Regions from separate parts of the Zea mays genome. Here all the other regions are linked to region 1. A link is a contact called in public Hi-C data. All regions are on one chromosome and are shown on one strand. The core of a region is the stretch at or near the end of the contact, and the rest is flanking DNA. Distances in the headings are between cores, read along the strand shown. Region 1 holds the start of LOC109945802. Region 2 holds the start of LOC100278951. Region 3 holds the start of LOC100281539.

Region 1 (2,861 bases), core at 67-2,566:
AAATTACAAATGATTTTATTTTTCATAATATGCTAGAAAAATTATGTACACCATTTAAAGTATTAAAAATATTTATATGATAAATAAATAATTATAGTAATGTTATATTACTAGTGACATAAAATGATAAAATTAATTAATATTAAAAAATTAATTCTAAATACATTACATTATTGGGATTTTTTGAGTCCAAAATACAAATATACCTAGTATAAAAAAATATTTAGAATCCAAAATATCTAATCAACTACAACTCTTCACTTTACAATATATAGATTGATTTGTTCATTATTTTTATTTAAATTTTGGTGCACACATTCATATACTTCATTCATTTTGGAATGACATATTTAAATTTCTTAACATTTTTACTATTTTATAACAATTAAATGAATTACTAGATATCTATTTATTGAAATTGTAAAATAATATGTAAATGTGGTACATATATTTATAAACATGACATAAATTTTTATTGTTAAATACTATATTTTTATTAATGAATATGCTAATAAGGTATCTATTGCTATGATTATAATTTACTTGTAACATGATTTTTTTGTCACCTATAACAAATTAATAATCATTATAATATTATGTTCTAAGTCATGTGAGTATACGAATTCGAACTATTCATTTTATATTTTATTTGATAATATTCGTATTTATATCTATATTTAAATTAAAATATGATAAATAGTGACCATTCAAATTCATATTCGTGCATATCCAATTCGAATCATCTCTAATAATAACGAGACCGGCGTACCGAGGACCGTGTCCACGTGATTCCTGGCCCCGGTCACCTCGCCATGTCAGCAGATGCCCGCCCCGGTGGGGCCCGCGCCTCCCCCTCCCTCCTCTCCGTCCACTAGCCACTAGCTCCATCAAAGTCACCCACCCCACTCCCCGGAAGCACGCCGACCATCACCCGCGCCTGCACCTTCCGTCACAACCACTCTCTCGCTTCCAGGCGGGCCCAGGGTTTCTCTGGTCCCGCACGTCTGTCACCTGCTGTGGAGGTCACCGCGGTGGAGCGCCCCCTTCTTCCGTGAGCGTAGGCGATGGTCCCACCGCGTAGTAGAAAAACAATTTAGGTCGGGACATGCACACATACACACGCGCACAGCCGCACTCGGTTCCAGCTACAGAGAATTCGTCCAGGAAAGTAAAAAAACTCCCCCATTCGCGAGGGACAGGAGGGAGGAGTCACCGCGTGAGCTCAGGAGGAAGAGGGAGAAGGAGAGGCCGCCGGCGGCGGCGCGGCAGACCGGGAACCGCCGTGTAGCACTGGGGTGGTGGACCCGCGCGCCCATGCGTCGGTGAGGTGGTGGGGCCCGCTTGGCGCTCGAGTTGGAATGGCGGCGGCAGGGAGGTGGTGGGCGGTGGTCCTTGCGGTCGCGGTGCTGCTCTGGCCGGGCCGGGTCGTCGCCAACACCGAGGGTGAGTCCTCCTGCTTCATCTCATACGCACTAGTAATGGTTTGGATTTATCCCAAGTTTCGTTGGATTTCGTGGAAAGCGTAGAATTTTTGTCCTGTGAAGTTTCTTTCGTTATGCCATGAACTTCTCTCGTTTGGGCGTTCAGTCTTCAGTACATCTTTGAGTCTACTTCCGGTAGCGAGGCAAGAGAGACCACCAAGCATAGCCTAGTTCGTTTGTAAATGGAAATTATGGTAATATCGTCCTCCAGAACTAAGGAGTTCAATTGGATTGCTAATGTTGACTTTGAAGTGGGATTGTCTGACCGGTTCTTTCTGCTGGTGACAGAAACACTTTTTGCTAGTTCTGCGGTTGGGATGTTATTGATCATCTGTCTCCAGAGATGGAAATTGAAAAGTATAGTTTTGTAGGATGTGTCCCCATGGTCTACCATGAATAGAAGAACATCGGATACTGTAGTACTAATAACAATGGATAAGGGCATAAGGCCAACTGTAATAACTACTAATCTCTGTGATTTGTGAACTTCCCCTTTTCTTATCTTTTCTGTTTTGGAAATTTCAATCGCATTGCTTTTGCCTAGGCAGCATACTTTTTTTCTACAGATTTTGCATACAAGCTCATCACCTGTAGAATTTCTTATATGTTTGTTCATCTTAACTGGAAATATACTTGCTGCTGATCATGCTACCTTTTGTCCACAGGCGATGCTCTATACAGCCTGCGGCAGAGCTTGATAGATACGAACAATGTCTTGCAGAGTTGGGATTCCACTCTTGTTAATCCATGTACATGGTTTCACGTTACGTGTAACAGCGATAACAGTGTTATCAGAGTGTAAGTCGATGAAAAAGCTCTCATATATTCATTTCAAAGTGTTAGTGATGTTCTCCTTCTGGTTCTAAATGTCCCCACTTTCACAGTGACCTTGGAAATGCACAATTATCTGGCGTCCTAGTGCCACAGCTTGGTCAGCTGAAAAATCTCCAATATTTGTAAGTTCTGCATGTTTTGTTTTTTCTAACTGTTTCAAGATGTGGATTTTCTGTCTCTTGTACGCAGCGTCAGAAAAAAGGGAGTACCCACTGCCGTAGGCTTCCCGCACTGTGCGGGGTCTGGGGAAGCGTCAGAATTTTCAAAAAAATGGTCCAGTAACCACTTCTCAAAAAAAAAAAAAACTTAATCCTAAAGCAGTCTTAATTAACTGATTTGTTTTAAATTACATCCTAAGCCTGGCCCACACCATCGCAATCCAATTCCTCACATTCTCTTATTTGTGGGGGCATGGTGGCTTGATCTGTGGATCAGACATGGCTGATAAGCATGTTGATTCAATTTGGAACTGGAGCACTGAAAATTGTTGGCTTGGGAGGACAGCTTGTCGGCATCTTTACAACACCAGCAGATGGCACTCAATGG
Region 2 (2,700 bases), core at 57-2,556, 160 kb after region 1:
CCCATGTCGTTCTAGGCTCGGTACCATCATGTCGTGTTTAGAGGGGCTCGTACGTGTTGTACTATGTCATTCGATTAAGCATATGTAGATGTCGTCGTGCTACTCTTCAAGACAAAGCAACATGTTAGATCGACATGCATAGGCGTGCAAAATTTGTGAAGGATCACCATCGATGTCGCAGAGGATAAGGCACCGAGAAGTATCCCTATATCTCTTTTGATCTTAACGCCTAATTCTCTCTAGCTCTTCAGCAATCAGTTACGTTTGCGGTAGGCAAAAAACTACCCCTTCCATATCCCCCTTGACCCACAAAAAAAATCAACTCCTATAACCACATTAGGGCATGTCGATTTCACCCACAGCGGAGAGGATTGAGGGGAATTGAATCCCTTTTATTTAATTTTGACTAGAAAGTGATTTAATCTCCTCCAGTCACTCTCAATTCACTCCTAACCGAACAAGCATTTAATAAGGTGTTTGGTTTATAGAGACTAATTTTTAGTCTCTCAATTTTATTCTATTTTAGTCCCTAAATTGCTAAATATGCCCGTATTTAGCAATTTAGAGACTAAAATGGAATAAAATGGTAGGACAAAAAATTAGTCCTTAAACATCTCCTAAGTCAAACTATATTAAGTCAAACTATATTCAGTAGCTTCAACTTTGTAAAGAAGACAATAATATTTATAGCACCAGATAAATATATTATAAAAATGTTTTATTACGTGCATACATACATATAATGATATCAAATTTAATGCCACAAATATAGTCCCTTTTCTTATAATAAATCCAATAGAAATAATTTAATTTTTAGCGACTTTAGAAGTAAAAGACTACTTTCCACGCGGGAACCATAAAGTCACGTGCACGTTTGACGCTTGGACCGGCCGCGCGTCAATAACGGAACCCGTCTTCGCCGCCGCGACGGACTCTCTCACTAGCCGGCACTGCACCAATCTCTACCGGAATTCACACGCTGGAGGACTACCCGCGACCGTGACGTCAGGCCCGGCCCCCAACGGAACACCAGCCGAACCCCGACCGACGACCCTGGCGTTGCACGGGAGACTTGGTGCGGCCGGCTGGTGCGTCACGCGTGACATCGCGGAAAATTCATCAGTGTTTCAGCATGCGGAGTTGCGGACGAGGGCGATAGCTTCCGCGCGGCCCAAGTAACCGAGATTCTCCGCCGCTCTGGCAGTTTCCTAGCCTTTTTTTTTCTCTGCTCGCGTGCCAAAAAGTCTACGGCCCATGCTCCGCTCACCGCCCTATATCGTGCCGGCTATAAATTAGAAGCAGCGCAACGCAAGCTCAACCCAGCTCGAAACGTCACGGGTCACGGAGAGACCGCGCAGCAGCAGAGCTAGTTCGTTCAGGCAGCTTTATTTGAGCAGACATATATAGGAGAAGATCCGAGGAGAAAGATATTAGCTTGCTAAGAGATCTCGCCATGGCGTCCATGATGGGAGGAGACTTGGTGGAGGCGTACGTGCTCAAGAACGCGTGCAAGGAGAAGCTCCGGCGCATGGAGGCGGCGGCGGCGGCGGCCGACGATAAGACGAGCAAGCAGGGCCGCCTCGCGGAGAAGAAGGTCTCAGGCAGAGGACGACGCCTGCTTGGGCTCCTGAAGAAGAAGGTGCACCCAAAAGCGGCCGCGTCGTCGTCGCCACCCGAAAGCGGCGCTGAAGAAGCAGCCTCGTCTTCTTGATTCAGCTCCGTCCAACAAATTCGCTGCCCACCATTGCCGGACGATAGATCAGCCGTGTGGGAGACGAAGACGAAGCACGAGCACGTGCGTGGCCTGCTCGAAACCACTCAAACAGAGACAGAGTGCGTGCTTTTCTAGCTAGGATTGTGTTGTTGTGTACTACTTGTGTAGCCTTCGTTCGTTCGTTCTTTCGTTCTCTGTTCACTCGCTTGAGATCGATCGTGTTGTTTCATTGGTAAGTGGTAACTCAGTGCAAGTTACGTGAAATGGCAAAACGTATTGGCCAAGCGCCCAAGCTATACTATATAATTTACTTCAGCTATAATATTGTCTTCCCTGTGTGTGTAATGGCTGCGATAATTAAATGTTTATCATATGAACGTCCAAGTTATGCGTAACTTAAATTACGAGTGATTCAGCTTTTTGAATTTTGATGGCTGCTCCGAGCACACTGAAAATGGGTCGGCCTGCCTTCAGTCTATTGATCACTACTAAGGAGAGCAGCCACCAAACAAGGATGGTTAAATGACAGCATATCATGTGTGTCTATATATATATATATATATATATATATATATATATATATATATATATATATATATATATATATATATATATATATATATATATATATATATATATATATATATATATATAGTATTTAGAGCCCTGGGCTCTATTTAACTACAGGAAGCCCCGACGAGGTGTGCAGACCGCACCGGACCCTTTTTGGCTTATTGTACCTACCTGTGCTTACGCTAAATTATAATACGAGTTATGCTGATATGTGTATCAGTTTATGCAAATACAGTCTGCGCATATTACGTGAATCGGGCCCACGATCCTGCCCACGCGCTCACGATTATCCAGTCCCACGCCGTCACTATAAAAACACCCCCACGCCGCCAGTGATTAGGTTTTAGCGGCGGCGGCGGTTCCCTCGGGCGTGCGAGCAGGCGCCCGTGAGCAGGAGAGCCCCGGCCGCCGCG
Region 3 (2,700 bases), core at 175-2,674, 220 kb after region 1:
ACAACATTCCACATCCAGAACGCCGAAGATGCTGTCCGATTGGATTCCTCCTGATTGACGAAAGAAGGCATCGGTGGCAACCTCTGCCATTTCTGAAACACTGGATCCAGGGCATACCAATGGAGCTTGTATGCCTCAGCCTTGGTCAGTACATACACCCATTCCTCACTTACACCAAGCTCTCTCCTCAGCTGGGAAAGTTCATAGCCGATGATTGCTGCCTTCCAGGCTCGGCAAACCAGCTTCAAGTTAAGGTAATGGATCCGTGGTGACCTTGCCAGGATCTGGAGTGAGAGCTCATCAGGAAGAGTTGGAATTATCCTTGGGTTTGACCCATACTCATAAGTAGATATCTTCACCCTCTTATTAGGATCTGTTCCAGATGCCTCATGCTGATCCATAGACTTAGCCGTAGTACTAGTAGCACTTAGAATGGAGCCCATCTGAACTTGATTTCTTCAAACCAAACAATTGGGCGCTGAAACTGGGTTTGAGAATAGGAGCTGCATGAGCTTCAATATATGTCTGGCATATGTAGTGACGGAGCACAAGTCTAAAAATTGTGATTAATATGCTACAGACATTTTAAGTCATCATAAAAAAGATTTCTGGCAAAGCGATAAAATACTTGAAAATGAACACATCCTGCAAACAAGATTTTGAGGAAGTCAACATCACTACCACACAATGTGCGTTCACAGATATGCTACTAGTATCATGGCATGTGGCCCTAGGAATATTGGCTTCGGCAACATTGAAATACGAAAAAATATCAATACCACATATATTTCATTTTATCGACTATTTGTACCCCTATGTAGGACTCTAACCCCAAAAATTCTCAAGCAGGACCATGAATTTAACTTCAAAATCCCCATCTCCATTCTCCCCCAAAGAAAAATAAAATCCATCAACGGGTCCTAAAATTCATGACAAATATAATGATAGCAAAATGCTCGAATTTGGCAACGCACGGTACGTGTTCCGCCAAACCTAAACAAGGCTAATTCATCGATCCTGGAAAAAAATGGAAATTCAAGATGGCTAAACAACGCACGGTACGCGGGGCCCATAATGGTTTTTGCATGAATCGGACGAGAAATTGGATGTTGACCGTGGTCGGGCTTACGGGAGGAAACGCCAGCACGGATCTCCGATGGGATTGAAGGAGCAGGAGAGGGCGAGCAGACAGCACGATCCTGGATCCCGGGTAGGGGTAGCCCCCTGGCGTCCACCGAGCACGACCCGCACCGCCGTGTCAGCAGGTAGTAGAAGCAGGCAGGCAGAGGGGGGCAAATCTGAGCACGGCGCAGAGAGGTGCGAGCCGGCAGCGGGGGTGGTGGCCGGTTGGTGGACACGGCTTGGTGGAATCCAGACCAGGAGAGGAGGGGTCAGCAGAGGAGAGGAGGGGTTTGCGTGCGAAGTGCGAACGGCGCCTTGCGTTGCGTACAGAGTGGAACCACGTGGACATCCTCGACCTGACGGTGCGGGATCGGTGACCTGGCCCATCGGCGGGCGGCGGGACGGCGGCCCAGTTTTGGGCCCTCGACTGCTTGTCAATGGGACCGATACCCTCGACTACTAGTTTTGGGCCCTCGGCGGGTTTAGGGTTTAGGATTTGGAAACCTCATTTTTTTAAAGGATTTTCATTTTTTCAAAAAAATAGTTTATTTTTTAGAAAATATAAATCCCTTAAGAAAATGGTATTTCCAAACTAGTCCTTAGAGTTAAGGTATGGACAAAATTTATCCTCATGGGTATGAATATGGGTTAAAATCTCACTCATTGGATAAACGGGTATGGGTATGACAAGCAATCGTCCAAACCCGATTACCTATAAATAATATTCACTATGTAAAATTAGATGTGCAACCTATTTGGCAATAAGTATAACAACTAACCCTACATCTTCTAACCTTTTTAAGCACCCATCCATCCAAACCCAGGCGGCCAGCCACCAACTGCCCCACCCACCAGTCCATGTGTCACTTTATTTTTGTTGTTTTGTATAGTTAAACAATGTTTTTCTTGTTACATATCAGATTTATTGGTGATGTATTGTTGTTGGTGTCATGTGGCTTTTAATGTCATATAAAATATAATGTGATAATATTTTTCTTGTAGGGGATGGGGATTCATTGAAGACCCATTGGAGACCCGATACCCGAATGAGTATGGATATGAGATGAATCTTATACCCATGATGGATGTGGTTATGAGGATGGTATGAATATAGTTTCATGGGGATGGGGTGTCCAAACCCGGTGGAGAATTCCCCATTAACACCTCTATATGCGAGCGAGCTCATACTATATCAAACTTATCTGTAAATAGTGTAATCTATAGTACAAAAAGTATTTTATACGGTCAATTACACAATCTAGTGGAGATGACCTTCACAAATCACAACACATGTGGTCAAGAAACGGGTTACCTAGGCTTATTTGATTCTGCTTTCTATATAATAATTATATACATTTTTATAATAAATAATTCTAATTTCTGTCTAATAAGTCTATATTTTTATAACAAATAATAAAAAGGGATTTTCATTATTGTATTCTATCTTTTAATACTTGCGCCACCACAAGAAAAAAATTAAATATAGATCTTCCACATCTTCTTCATGTCTTTATTGCTAAAAGAACGATTCAGGATCCGGATCTATAATCAATGACGACATCATTACTCAATATATTA

What was found. A called contact is a pair of places that touch in the nucleus more often than the background predicts.
Region 2: a Hi-C map of endosperm shows a contact between it and region 1, with 2.7 times the contacts expected there. The contact joins the promoter of LOC100278951 here to the promoter of LOC109945802 in region 1. A contact is called at or near these places in 2 of 25 Hi-C or Micro-C datasets (ear and endosperm).
Region 3: a Hi-C map of ear shows a contact between it and region 1, with 2.8 times the contacts expected there. The contact joins the promoter of LOC100281539 here to the promoter of LOC109945802 in region 1. A contact is called at or near these places in 7 of 25 Hi-C or Micro-C datasets (bundle sheath, ear, endosperm and 3 more).

What each region holds. Positions count from the first base shown.
Region 1 is chr4:129,514,826-129,517,686 of Zm-B73-REFERENCE-NAM-5.0, reverse strand. LOC109945802 reads right to left here and starts at 1,316. Exons shown (of 2, transcript XM_020552160.1): 1 at 1,214-1,316. The coding sequence starts at 1,316. It overlaps LOC542670 (somatic embryogenesis receptor-like kinase 3), which reads left to right and starts at 1,209. Exons shown (of 11, transcript NM_001319769.1): 1 at 1,209-1,443; 2 at 2,147-2,279; 3 at 2,366-2,437. The coding sequence starts at 1,359.
Region 2 is chr4:129,351,094-129,353,793 of Zm-B73-REFERENCE-NAM-5.0, reverse strand. LOC100278951 reads left to right here and starts at 1,306. Exons shown (of 1, transcript XM_008680499.4): 1 at 1,306-2,091. The coding sequence starts at 1,454. The coding sequence ends at 1,711.
Region 3 is chr4:129,290,211-129,292,910 of Zm-B73-REFERENCE-NAM-5.0, reverse strand. It overlaps LOC100281539, which reads right to left and starts at 1,424. Exons shown (of 2, transcript NM_001154457.2): 1 at 1,130-1,424; 2 at 1-484. The coding sequence starts at 443.